Regions from separate parts of the Oryzias latipes genome. Here region 1 is linked to region 2. The links are chromatin contacts, called in public Hi-C maps. All regions are on one chromosome and are shown on one strand. Each heading gives the region's core, a stretch centred on a gene start, on an enhancer-like site or on the middle of the called end of the contact. The rest is flanking DNA. Distances are from core to core; before and after follow the strand shown. Region 1 holds the start of dph6 (diphthine--ammonia ligase). Region 2 has its middle 33 kb from the start of LOC111946850.

Region 1 (7,451 bases), core at 3,409-5,908, 160 kb after region 2:
TGCTTTGGCTGCTTTATAACTGGTTGAATGGTGGCCTACCATAATGGACCACATCCCTTTGGCAGAAGCTTCTGAAGCTCCAACCATTTGAAGCTATAATTTTTTTCCAGGACACTAAAAGTAGGATTTTTGAAATCAAGAAGAAACATCCAGGAAATTGCAGTTGTGCTTTTGAAGGTTGGTTGGTCTGACTATTGCTCTTCTTTCTGAGGTAACTTTCATCTTTTGAGAGTACTTACTAGAGTTGAGATCATTTGGCACTGGATGGGTTCAGTATAAAGAGCAAAGCTGCACAGTTTTGCTCTTCATTTATGAATTTTAGTGTTTTCTGTTTGGATCTATGCAGGTGGCCACATAATTCCCTTTTTGTTATTATTATTAATAAATTGTTATTTGTAGAACTAAAAAGTGCTTCCAAAAAAGTGTTTTTTTTAATGCCCAGTGCACCAATGTGGAAATACAGGCCAAGTTGGTAATTTTGACCAAAAAGAAGTAAAGAAAACGTATTCATGCAGAATTGTGATCAATAAGAATTACAAAGAAGGCGTTTGAATAAAATTGTAACTATCTAATGCCAACATCACCAAGGTGTGTGGGCTTTATTTTTTATCTTTGCTGCACCTTTTAGGTAAATTGTGCAGCTCAACATTTTGTAATCTGCTGTTTGCTATAAAAGGATCTATGATTTGTCATAAAAATTCAGTTTGAAAAAGAAAATTAAACCTTTATAGAAACGCTGTATCACAGTAAGACAATGTTAAAAAAAGGGGAAGGACAAACAAGGACTTGTAATTTAGATGACCAAACCTATTGTTTATAGCAATCTCAGGATTTTTACCAGAGCGGAGGAGTCCACATACTTAAACATCTCTTTTTTATTTTTATTTTAATTTTTTCCTGTTTGTGAGGAACTAAATGCAGCTAGGCTAAATTCCCATCAATGCAGGATACTAACATCGAAAGAACAAAAAAAACAGCCCATATTTGAAATGACTGTTTGCAGACTGGGGCTGATGGTAAGGACGATTTCATGTTCAAATACAATTTGGATCCAACCACAGCTTTTTTTTTCACATTCTCTCACATTTCCAATCAAGAGCCGATTAGCCTCAGACATTAATGAGCCCACTAATCCATTTGGGCCTCCTGTGATAACAGTTAATTGTCTGTAAAAATGTGTACAGATCTCCGTTTGGGTTGTTTACTAACTGATTTGGATGTGGTTGGGCCCTAAAGAGGTATCATTAAGCTGATAGTTCTTTAGAAAATGAGTGCCTGTTGGAGACAACTGCAGACTGGAGTACAGTTAAAAATAGGCCTGTCTACTTTCAGTCATCAGTCACTGTGGTGCAAAATCATCACAGCATCAACACAACATTTTATAGTCATCAGCCCTCATTAAATCTAATCTAAAAAGAAAAGAGAAGGAAGTATAACAAGATTTGTTTATTTTTATATGGATTTTCAATTGTTATAGCGTGTTACAGATTTATTTTTGTTTTTTGCTTTTGGGGTTCCTCCATTGACATTATTGAATTTTAAATGCACAACAAGTCTGTGGAAAAAAATACCTTTGTAAATTTAGCGTGACATACACTTAAAAAGAGACTTTAGTCCATGAAAAAAATGATGAACTCATGTAGTTTTGGCTGAGCTCTTACATTATAGAGTTTTCAAAAAATGTGCGTTAATTTGTTTGTTTTTCATTAATATGGAAACTGCACAAAATCCTTTATTTTTGAATAATAAATAGGTTTTGAATGCTGGTACCATAATACAAGTTAATGAATGAAACTTGTTTGCTGTCCATCTGATCATTGTTCCATTTGTGTTTTACCAATCAAATTGAAAAAGAAGACAACCTGCATAGAAACTAATCAAAGCCCACTTTAGTTTCTCCTTTTTTGATGTTTTACAGGACTTATTTCAAAAGGGGTCCTTTATCACATTATCACTGAAAAATCACAGGGACTTTCATGAAAAAAGTGTCGCTAATTTATTGTTTTATGGGACTCTGAGTTTCACCTCATGGGTCATTTCATTGAGCAGCTTCAGTAACACTAAAGACTATTCAAGCTCCCATTGAAGAACCACTCCAATGAAAACCGGGTGTTTTTAACCTGTTTATGTAGCATTTTCTCTTGATGGAGAACACACATAAAAGGTTAAGCTCAAAATTGCATTTCTGAGTCTTTCTTTTTTCAAAACGTTGTAAATCATCAGCAGACAAAAAGTGCAGTTAGAAAAAGTTTGCAGCAATGATGTAGGTGCTTCAGTCGGAGGGCCACAAGCTCCCTGCTCTGCTCCATTCCGATGCATCCACTTGCAGACGACTAGATCCAGAAGATTGTTTTCCTCGTCTGAGCTGAAATCTGGCTCAAAACCGTACAGCTGGACAGCTCCAATATGGCTCGCCATTTTGTTGCACCGTTATATTAGATTGGGGTTTGAGGGACTTTAAGCTAGGGGGAAAGAGTGACAACAAAGGGATGATAGGACATGAAGACAGGCTTAGTCTGTGGCAACAGTTCAGTGCACAACTCAGAGGACAATTTCTGATGAACAATTGCTGCTCTGCAGAAACTTTGCCCTACAAAATGATGCATTTTTTTCAAATTTTGGCAAACAATAAAAGACCCACACTTACACTTTAATAAATTAAATATCAAACTCCAAAGAGTTCCATTCTTCAGCAGAATGTGTGATGCAGATTGCGTTGTTATGGCATAAATCTATAGTCAGCACAATGCCCCATTTTCAACTTAATTTGTTTTTATGGTTTGTTCTTGTCAGTACAAAAAGTCAAACTTTAAATAATAATTTTCTGTATTTCTCCATGCAATGATCTGTAGATGGGCACGTTGTTTTGGGTCTGTATAGAGAAAGAAGGATGCAGCATTTTTTTGTGTTGTTTTGTTGAAAGCACCACAAGTGTGTATGTGTGTTTGTGTTCTGGCCACTTATCCTGCAACCTTGGATGGCCTGTTCTGAAACTCAATTTATTGTCTTGTCATTTGAAGCCTTAGTTTCTCATTACACTCAAACTTTTTGTGTCCTTGTGTGACAAAAATTAGCTTGTATGTCCGTGTAAATCACCTGTCATATGCACATGCTCCTTTAAGGAAAGGCCAAGGGTGTCATTTGGCTCCTGCCGCCTTGCCTTCATATTTATGCGTCTCATATTCACGTCCATTGGCTGTGTCTCAGTTGGGCAATCTATCAACACTTTTTATCCCCATTCGCACCAACAATAAGGACATAAAATGTTCTTTTACGTCAGCAAAAACGCTGTCACAAATAAAAACGTAAACAACACACCTCTTTATTTGTCTGGATAATAAAACTGCATAAATTAAATGTGATAAGTGACAAAATTTGCATTAGCCATTTCTTATGAGTGTGGGCTTTCATGGAAATTACAAGGGAGAACGGCTGTTATAAAGCACAACCCACAAAATTGGAAATCAGGTGACATATTAATGAGTTAACAAAACTGAAGGACACCCAGGCCCAGGGGGATTGTCCTGCTTCTCTCCAGGACAGGGACATTTTTTAAGCCGACATATCAAAGGAACATTTGAAAACTATATCACTCATTCTGTCAAATGAACTGTCCAGCAGAGATGAAATATACATTTCACAAATATTATTTTGGTTGGTTGTTATTGTGATTTATTTAGTGTACTTCACAAACCTGTGGCCCAGTTGACTTTTACCATGCCACAACATTGTGTCTGAATATACTTGAGTTTTCCAAATATAAATCACAATTTCTTTTATTGTGGATAGGTATAATAGGATAGTTTTTTTATTATAAACATGGAAATAAAAAAGAAGCAAAAGGTAAAGATAAAATATTCAACATTTTTTCTCGTCCCTTTGGTGTAAAATTAACAAATTATTTAACTTATACTGCATTGAAAATGTATCACTAAATAAACAGCAAGATATACTTTACTTTTTTCTTGGTGTTCTACAGCACAGATTATCCAAATCTACAAGTTTTAGGCTTTTTATTTACTCAGGATGAAACAAAAACAGAAACAAAACAAAAAAAGGAACCTAGTTAAAAGCGATGGGATGAAGATACGTCTCTCTCAATTTTGTACTTTCAGACAGAATGAGTTGCCTTTGGCCCGCTTAAGGGTAGAAGGTGAGAGAGGCACACAAAAGCTCTGCAATTATTCAGCTCTGGCACAACAACAGAGAGCAAAAGGAGCATCAAAGGGTTTCCTCTGAGCAAAACAGGGCTCCCTTAGAGGAAAAGCACTACCTCTGTGTGTGAATACCAGTGCATGGACTTTTGGTCCTCTCATGGGACCACAGGAAGCAAAGGATGAGTGTGAACGAAGTGAGGGGGCCTATCTACTTTGATTATGCTGTAATACACTATGCACTGCGGCTGGTGTAAATAGAAAAATCACAAAACTTGGTACATTTATTCAACATGTGGTAAGTTTATAGTAGACCTGGGAATATATGACTTAAGATAACATAATTGATAAAAGGCAAATCCCCATTTTTATTATTTGTATAAAGTTAATGTGAAAATTTATTTTTCTAATATTGAATTATGAAATATTTTGTTGTTTCTTTTTTATGTAGCTACAGCATGTTCCATATACAAATTCCCATATATTTTCAATTGAGGTCTATTTTACAAATGAGCTTGGTAAAATTAAGTTGTGTCCTGCCAGGACATTTAAAAAATACACTTAGTTGTTTTTCTTAAATTATTATTATTATTTTTTTAATTAAATGTTTGTCTCTGTAACAGTATATGATGTATGACAATAAAAAGCCTGTATCCTAATATGCATTGTTTTAACAAAAATGAACTTTTATTATTCGGAACTTGACTTGGTACATAATTTTTTAATAACAATATCTTTTTTTTAACACACTAAAACCAAAATAACATCGAATTACAATCAGGCATAATAAACGACAACTTCCATTTTAAGGGGTCCTTATTGAACCCCGGAAGTCTGTTACTCACATGTTCTTGTTTACATTAGCAAGTTGCTAGCGTGTATTTTGTACCCTGTGCCATAGCAACTATTTTCCTCGCGTTTCTAAACTCCTGAACTATAAATCGGTACAACATGATGAAGGTGGTCGCGTTGATAAGGTAACATTGCTAAGTTTAATGCCTTAAAATGATTTGTAGTTTAGTCAGTGATGTACTGTTGTAGAAAGAAAACCGGCGTCCTAGTGTTGCATTTATCCAATGATATATATGCATCCACCTTCTCCCTTTTTCAAAACGAAGGTTTAAAGGGATGTCGTTAATATTTAGCGTTTTGATAAAAACATTCATTGAAATAATGCAGTTGAAAATTCAGAGGGTTTTCTTCTGATCTACTAAATAAAAATTATTAAAAAAAAAAAAAAAAAACTTAAACCTGCACAGACATTTTCCATTTCTATTTAAGTGATGCACAGTATCTTGGTTAGCATATTTTGTCTTTCCCCTTTTGCGTGTGTTTTGTGTTGTGCTGCAGTGGGGGTAAAGACAGCTGCTACAACATGATGCAGTGTGTTGCAGCTGGACACAGGATCGTGGCTTTGGCCAACCTACGCCCTGCTCACACAGGTGAAGAACAGCTGATAATGTCTGGATTATTATATTGAAAGTGGGTCTCAATCTTTTCCTAGTCATGTCTCCTGTCTAAACAGCTCAGTAAAAAAAAAAAAAAGAAAAAACTTTTGCACAGATATGGAAAGCTTGGACCTTCTCTGTTTACTACTTAAACAGAGCAAAACGTTTTATTGATATAAAATTCACATTTTCATGTTTGATTTTTTTTTACATTTGAAAACAAAAGAGATGAAAACAAATTAAGGCTTGTACTAAAAATAAAATAATTATTTTATTGTCAACAGAAATTATTCCACATAAAACTTCAATTTTTGTTTGACTCCACAATTCGAGTTCTTAAGGTGAGAGTGAATGAAAACCATTAAACACTAATTTCTATTCATATTTTTATTACAGGGACAACAGAAGTGAAATAAATCTTTTTTAGACCTTAAAAATGCATCTCAAGTACCTCTGGATACTATCAAATTTACCTTACAGTGCGTACCCCTCTTTAAGAACCACTAATTTAGGATGTGCTTGTCTGTTGTGTATGCATAATTTAGAGCAAAATTAACAGTATTCACATGACCTAAGTTTTTCAAGTTCATTCTTGTTAATACACAGAAACACTGACTGACATAGCCTACTTTCTTGGTACACTTAACACTCGCAACATCAGTAAGTTTTAGATGATATTATCTACCTTTTTTTAAAAATGTAAAGTAAGTATGTTGTCAGTGGGGACATTAACATGTTTTTGATTAATCATAGATGAGCTGGACAGCTACATGTACCAGACGGTGGGCCACCAGGCTATTGAGCTGTATGCAGAGGCCATGGACTTGCCGCTGTATCGACACACAATTCAGGGCTCAAGTCTGGACACCAGCAGAAACTACAGTGAGACGGAGGGCGACGAGGTGGAAGACCTGTACCAGCTGCTGCATCTTGTTAAGGTAGATATTTTATTTCTTATTTCTGCCAAAGGGGTTCACCTGTAACATGTACCTATTCTGATTTGTTATTGCTTAAAAATCTCCAAACCTCAAGTCAACTGTTATATCTCTTGAGAGAACAAGCTTGGTGTCAGGTTTTTAGGTGACTGGATGGAAGAGCTAATTGAAACTCAAATTCAATTTGTACACATTTGACCTATTTCCTGGATCTGCTCTCAACACCAAAATACCATAAATCATCACAAACTGTCAGGCAGTGAAACACCGCAGGCTTCTGGATCATTACTCAATAAAAAGTTCCTACATTTACAAGCAGTTGGACTTTGTGTTGAAAAGAAGAACACAACTGTGATAAACTTCTTTGGATTGATCTTGGGTGTTAGCATTTTAAACATGTACATTTTGGGATGCATGGTGGTCTGGTGTATCATACAGTTGCTTAACTGTACAAAGGTTCATTTCTGGATTAGGTTTACATCTTCTTGCAAATACAAGTTTTTCTGGCTTTCTTAGAACAAAAATATATGCTGATTTTTTTTTTCTTTGCTGTGTGTTTTGTCTTTCTATGGTCCTCATGTGATGGAAAAACGAGAAAACAAATCCCTCAGGTAACCACCTTACGCCATCAGAGAATTTAAATATTAAAAAAACAGGAAATCTTTCTTTTTAGTAAGATTTACTATTGATACTAGTTTTTTGTTTGTTTGTTTTTTGCTAAAAAGTTTGAATTTCATCATTCTTTTTGATGAACTTCAACTTTTTATTCTTTTTTTAACAATATGTTTGTATAAAATTAAATTAAAGTTTAAAAAGTGAGTTATTTTGGCTTCATAATGTGGACTTACCTTTCCATACACCACAAAACCATGTATGTGTTCTGCAGATAACTATTCTGTTAACATGACCACAAT
Region 2 (7,075 bases), core at 27-2,526:
AACAGAAGTGATTTAAATATTTTATTTGTCAAAAGCTAAACATATCAAAGATTTATCTAAATCCTTTTAACTCTTACTTTTTGTTTTGTTAAAAAAGGAAAACACATGATAATGATAATAATTAAGAGGTCTTGCTCCCTCATCCACGGTGAGAACAGAATGCAGTCTGTGTGCTGTGCTTGTTCTTGTCGTTTTGCAGCGCCGCCTGTCGGTTTATTCGGGTACTGTCGGTTAGTGTTACAGCCCATCTCTTTTTTTTTCTCTCATTCTTCTGTCCGTGTCTGCCCGCGGCCGCCTAAATCTTCGCCTCAAACCACAAATGACGGAATCACTTGACCTGAAATGTTTTTTGCTTTTCAAACAAAAGTTCGGCATGATCGTTGACTTCCGTTCTTTTCTTCTTTTTTAAATTTCTTTTCTTTGATTTCCAATTTCAAATCGTCCTCTTTTTTTTAAATTAATTTTAAATTAACTTGTGCAGCATTTAAGCAAAATTTTATATTAGTTATACAAAAAACAAAAATCAATGGTTTTAATAATTTTTTTGGAGACGAAAGTATCTGGAAAAAAATGTGAAATTGTCCTTTTTTTCAAAGTCGCTTGTTTTTTTCATAACTAATTCAAAATGATTGGAATTTTGTTTATTTTTTAAATCAATGTATTTAATATTATTTCTAGAAACAGGTTTCTCTGCAATAAAGGCAGATTCGATTTGAAGCGTCTCAACTCTTAAATATTTGAAAGATCATATATATATATATATATATATATATATATATATATATATATATATATATATATATATATATAATTACATATTTATTTTAATTGAGTATTTTAGTCTTTTTTAAAGGCTGAAAAATCGGCTGTAGTGTTTTCCATGTAAGTGTTAAGCCTTGAACAGGGATTAAAAACTGTTTTTTGCACCCCACTTTGGTTAACGCTGAAATATTTTCCCTTAAAATACCTAAAATGAGAAGATGCTCTTTTGTTTTGTCTCTTTTTTTATTCAGTGGAGAAAAACGGAAGGAAGAACCCCGCCGTTTTGTGCGGAGATTATCTGATGAAAAAGAGAGAAACGCGAGGATTACTGTGGATGGAGAGGATTTTAATATTAATAGTTTTTTTTTCCTCTTTTCTTTTTCCACTCCACTCCACTACTACCACCACCACCTCCTCTTTCTCCTCCTCCTCACCTCCTCCCCGATGAGCCAGAAGGTAGATTGCCTCTGCTGCTTTCCTTTTTGCCGATTCGGTGTGACAGGGATGATGGATGATCCAGCCGAGCTAAACAACTCCTCCCCTTCATCTCCTCCCTGTCAAAGCCAGTCCGGGCTGCTGCTGCAGGAATAAAATAAGGAATATATTCCCTCTGCTCTGCTGCACAATGCAGCCCGGGTCCTCTGGAAGACACTCTTTTTTCGTGCAATAATAATAAAAGTCCACACACAAATAACGCGCATGCGTTTCTGAAGCGCATCACCAAAAGTGAAGTTTGTGATAAGAGAGTGGGGGGGGGGGTATATGGTGGGGGAAGGGGACAACCTAAAGTTTTAGTTTCTGTTTTTCTTTCAAATTGCTGATTTGGGTGATGAAGATGAAAGCTCGCGCGGGGGGCTGACTCTTCTCCGCTCTGCAGCTGGCTTTTGCGCAGGGGGGACGGTTTGTAGGTTTTCGTGCGTGCACCGAGCGCGCACTGCCCTTCTTTCCCTTTTGAAACATTTCAGCAGTTTTTGCTCCTCTTGCCATAAGGTGTTTCTATGACGACGTTCTGCAGGCCTGCGTGAGCGGGTCAGAGGCGGGGGTCCCTGGGAGAAAAAGGGCCGCATTTGGCTGATCATTTATCAATGTCAACCGCATAATGATTCTCCCTGCAGTCCCCCTATTGATGAGGATAATTACATTAGCTCAGAGTGACTGATCAATAAAGCCGAGGGAAAATGGTTTATTATAGCACCACCAAAAGGCTTTCTGGGGGACAGAGGTGTTTTTTTTTTCTTTTTGTCTTATTTTTTCTTCTTTTTTAAAGGAGGAGGCAGGGTTTATCTGCGTAATCAACAAAATAACTCATGTGAGAAACAAAACTTTTCCATGAAGCACTTTCCATGTTTATCCTTTCTGGTTTTCCTTTTTGCAATGTTGTTTGTTTTGTTTTGAAGAAGAAGAAAAAAAGCATACTTTCCTGTTTCCCCCTTCTTTTGATTGTATGTTACATAAAGTGGTACCGAAAGGGACTTTTTTCCTGTCTTTCCCGCTTAAAAAACACTCCTCTTCCAGGAGAAAATTACGCATTTCCAAGAAAATCAGATGCATTGAAAAGGTAAAAAAAATGAATATAAAATAATGACAAATACAATAAAAAAAAAGAAACAGGTGCTTAGAAAAATACTTCTAAAAAACCAAGACCAAACAAAGGAAAAGCGCAAGGAGGATCACTGAAGCATAAATATATACGCATGGATAGCAACATTAAAGTTTTTTTTTAATCAAATCTAGATTCAATTAAAAATCTATAGAAGAAAAAGCAGATCCTAAAAATTACTCCAAAAAGTATTTCTGGATTAAAAAGCGGGAAAAGGTGCAAACGGTCAGTAAACGCGCGTCTGACCTCGCTTCCTCTCCCTGTAGGCCGTGCCTCTGCCTCGCTCCTTTCGTGTGTGTTCTTTAATTGTCAACAACTTATCCCCTGCAGGAATGTTGCAAACTCTCCCGCTTTAATTCTCTGTGGTGCTCTGCGCCAGCTTCCATTTACCGCTGATGAACGCGTCTGCAGGAGACAGCTCCATTATCTATTTATCATTTATGATAGGATTTCGGCAGACAATGGAAAGGGAGAAGCGCGGCTACAGATAGTCCCACTGATGACTCTCCTTTGGCCTTATAATGCGCGCAATGGCTTTTTGATAAATAGGAAACTAAGGCTTTTGCTAAAAATAAATCCTTAACACCGCCTGGATTTCATTTTAAAAAATGGGGGTTGAGGAAAATGAGAAATGTCAATATTTCATTTTAAAACTGTTAGAAAAAAATGATTAGCCTCTAATTTCAAAAGTTTTTTTTCACACTTCAATGATGCCTGTCCTCTTGAAAATGGGCGGCTGTCACTCCCCCCACCCTTTACACACTTCCATGCCATAAAAATAATTTTTAATTATGTAAAAATTATAATTAGTCAAATAACATAGCTACGGGGCTTTGGAATTAAGATGAAAATTGCAGTGGCCAGTCTGGAAGCTGCTGGAGATGAATAAAGGAGGGCATGCCAGTGCAGAATAAATAAAGCGCAATAAAAAGGCAAATAGCCGGAGTTTAGTCAAGCCTTGAGGTACTCAAACCTTTGTTTCATTCAGTTAAGATTTAATTAGGCGAGCCTCTGGTAACCCCCTTTTTTCTCATTATATTGCCTGTTTTTTTCCAGCACTGTGTTCTCATCGCCTCCAGGTTGTCAACATTTGACCGCTATTTTCGCGGTGAAATAATCACGCTTTATGGCTTGATAAACCATAAGATTCTCAAATAAATCTAGCATTATTCCATTATGAGACTAAAATCCTAACAGTGAGGGAAGAATATATCGATTTCCCTCATTTATGGGTTGTTGTCCTTTTTTTTCATTCCTAATTTTCTTGGGTTATTCTGAGAGAGACTTAGAAATATCTTGCGGGTAGCCGAGGGCAGCAAAGTGAGACATTTCACAAGAACTGTAAATAAGAGGAGAGGACTCAGGAGACGGGCAGGGGGAGGCATGGGGGGGGGGGGGGGGGGGGCTCCCACAGTGGATTTCTCAAAAAATATGAAGACATTTCTCCGGTGTATTGATTAATGATTCCAAAAGCACGATGCACTTTTAATTCCATTAATTAATAATCTCCATGTTGGTGACGCGCAGACATGCAGGGGAGCTGGAGACTCCCTCCACACCCCACCCCTCTGCGCGCTGCTATTACGTGGTGGCGACCCCTTCTGGAAGCCTGGCTAAACTGGCACAAGGAGGAGGGGGTTCGCCTCTCTTGTTTTGACACAAACACAGCCGCTTTTCATTTTCCCCCTCAGATTTTCACTTTTGGCGAGAATTCTCGAAACCTCTTCACGCATTTGTGCCCGTGGGCTTAGAGGTCCCCTGCGCGGGCGCAGTACACGTGACCTCCAGGGACCCCCCCTCCTCTAATTTATTCGCAGGTATAAAGCTCCTTGTGCATGTATTAGGAGGCCACGTTGATGGTGAAATCGATAAAGATGGATTGCCGGGTCAATGCGCGCTCTGCACCTGGGGACTTGTTGCCCGGCTGTTTGTGCGCGTGGGACGCGCAAAGAGAAATGAGCGGTTAATAATATGCGGGCAGCGGGAGCAGGCTTTGTCCGCGCCGCGGTGTTTAAACTGGAGGGAGCGAGGCGAGGGTCTGCAGAGCAGAGTGCGGCATCAGGCCTCAAGTCACCCAGCCAGCACCGCCGTCATTAATCACGACCCACTTGAAGATTAGAACTGAAAGTAGGCTACAGAACCGGCAACCATTATCGTCTCGGGTGGCGTTTAAAACCTCTCCTTACTTTTCAAAACAAAGTAATGGCACCCAAGCCAGACAATAAGAAAACAGTTTTTACGCACGTGGTCCTCCACAACTGTAGAAACTCATTTAATAATATTAATACCTATAGATAAAACTAGTAAATAGAACTAAGAATAGAAGAAAATAATTTGTTCATATTTTAGCCTACATAAAGTCATTAAAATAGGTGCAAAGATGTGTTAATTTTTATATTGTTAAAAATATTTTTTTTATTAAAATTGACATTAGAAGAAAATATTTATATTTAAAAAAATACAAAATAGTCAAAAAAGTACAATGATTTGAATGAATTAATACAATCCCTATATTAAACTACAGTGAATGCTTTGTCTCAAAATATGTAAACAAGCCATTCATAAAGCTTTTTTTTAATCTATTTTTATCATCTTCCTACTTTTCTTTTGGATTTGTCTATTCTAGTTAGGCCTGACGTTGCCGGTGAGGCAGTGGTCCACGTCAGTGGCTAAAGATGTGAGCATGCAAAAGGAATATTTCTTGTGACATCCTGTGATTAATCTGATTAATTTGCCACGCCGCGCGTATTTTCACCATGGCGCGGGAGAGAGCGGCAGGAAAACCCAGCTTTGTCCCTGTTAGCAGCCGGAAGCTTCAGTGATGAAAAGCAATAGCATGGTGTCAAGAACTTTTTTTTTTAGCATGTCACTACAGCTGGAGGGAATAAATAGGCAACCGAAGAGGAGCAGAAGGAGGAAGAGGAGGAGGGTGGGAGTGTGCTGTCTGTGACATAAGGCCGTTTGGGTCTGTGCCCACTGTGAACCTGGGCTTTCATAACTACTCTGCACAATAAAAGGCTTGTGTGTACTGTCTCACAAGTTCAACTTTGTTTCTCAACAATGACTCCAGACTGTTGTCAATATCCTGATAGCCTTCATCTGCCAATAATGACAGGCAGCCGGCTTCCTATCTTATCTGAGGGCCAGGTAGCGCCATACCTGGGGGGAATAACTGCTGCGATAAAAAGTGTCTGGCCCAATAGAAAGACTCTTGTCTGTCTGTGAGGAGTTAATGGAGAACGCCACTGGAGACAGGAAGTCCTCAGAAAGTGAAAAGCACTTTATTGCGCACCTGAATGGTCTGGCATAGAGTTTCTCTCAAACCCGATGGGAAAACCACATTACAAGTCCCTACACAGGGTCATTACAACTGTGCAATGGAGTTCAAGTGATCCGTTGCATTTGAATGACAACATCACATCAGTCTATTCATTCTCTCTGCTTGTGTGACCCAAGAATGATCCCTGTGGGAGTGGGATGTAGTCAGAGCTGAAGCTAGTCTCGCTCTCGTGTGCAAAACTCACTGGAGTTTACACGCCGCCTCGTCCGTCCACTCTGAGTCAGAGCAGCTGCAAAAGAAGCTGCTTTCTTGCAGCAACAGGTTTGTGGACTCGTAACCCGGCACAAAGCGCCATGACATCATCAAGCCTGTAAAAATGAACTGCAACATCGATCCCTTCGCGAGTCGACCTCCCATAAGTCACATGCAGTCGACGTGGGACATGTGTTTGGATGGAAGTGTATATTTACCTGTCACCAGGAACTCAAGGACGACGCAGCAGCAAGGTTGTATCCACACGGCGTTTTGGCCTGAAAATGAGCTGTAAAAAAGATAAACAGCCCCATGGTTGCAACACTGGGGTTTTCAGCAAACCAGTTAATTGCTCAATGCAGGCATGGTCCAACAAATACCCCAAAACATCACAGTGAAAGTCTAAACATGTCTTTTTCTTATAACATAAGGATCACATTTCCATTGAAATGAACTCAAAATAGTATCCAATCACACACGTTCTCCGAATGTTTCGAAAACTGATTTATTGGAGACGTCATCTCTTCCAGGATTTGTTACAGCAGGATAAATAATGCTAAGACCTGTTTGGACAAACGCAGGGGTATTTCTGAATGAGAGCAGAGTAGGCAAAATAAACAGGGCCGGGCCCACTGTTATCTTCAGGATTAGTGAGTCCGATTATGCCCTGGACTCAAGTGTTGTTCTCATAATAGATCAGAGTCGCTGGTCCACGCATCCCATAATATCTGCCATTGCCATGGTTGCCACCAGTGCTCGATAGCCACACCTCATAGTTAAAGCAATAACTTCATAAATAAGCTTTTGGCGGCTTTCATTGCACCACCATTCCTGGTGAAACAAGAGAAAGAGCTAAATTCAGCCTCTAGCTAAATGCAACTAAGTGTTTTTCTCCGACCTAACTTAAGCGTGTACTACACACCTCTAATTACATCCAGTATTTTTGTGATCATCCTTGGCTTGACTCCACTAGCCAGCAGTTGGTCTCACCCCCTTCCTCTGTTACCAGGCCTCCACTGAGAGGTGGCAGTGTTTCTGGGTCATCTCCGTCACAGACCAAATGCCACACAGTGGAGCTAACCTTTCCGGTGTCCGATGCTCAAGCTTCCATGTACGTCATCATTTCTGCTGTGCCAAAAGCAAACTCCCTTCTTTAGCTGTAATCACGACAGTAGATGTTT

The links. A called contact is a pair of places that touch in the nucleus more often than the background predicts.
Region 1: a contact with region 2 is called in a Hi-C map of fibroblasts, with 2.1 times the contacts expected there. The contact joins the promoter of dph6 here to the enhancer-like site in region 2. A contact is called at or near these places in 2 of 5 Hi-C or Micro-C datasets (embryo and fibroblasts).

Annotation. Positions count from the first base shown.
Region 1 is chr22:7,408,149-7,415,599 of ASM223467v1, forward strand. dph6 (diphthine--ammonia ligase) reads left to right here and starts at 4,659. Exons shown (of 15, transcript XM_023951414.1): 1 at 4,659-5,131; 2 at 5,505-5,596; 3 at 6,356-6,540. The coding sequence starts at 5,106.
Region 2 is chr22:7,249,000-7,256,074 of ASM223467v1, forward strand. No RefSeq gene overlaps it. Among protein-coding and RNA genes, the nearest start is that of LOC111946850, 33 kb to the right of the region's middle. Within about 2 kb of position 1,277, at least 2 of the 8 cell types and tissues checked have an H3K27ac peak or open chromatin away from gene starts, as enhancers often do.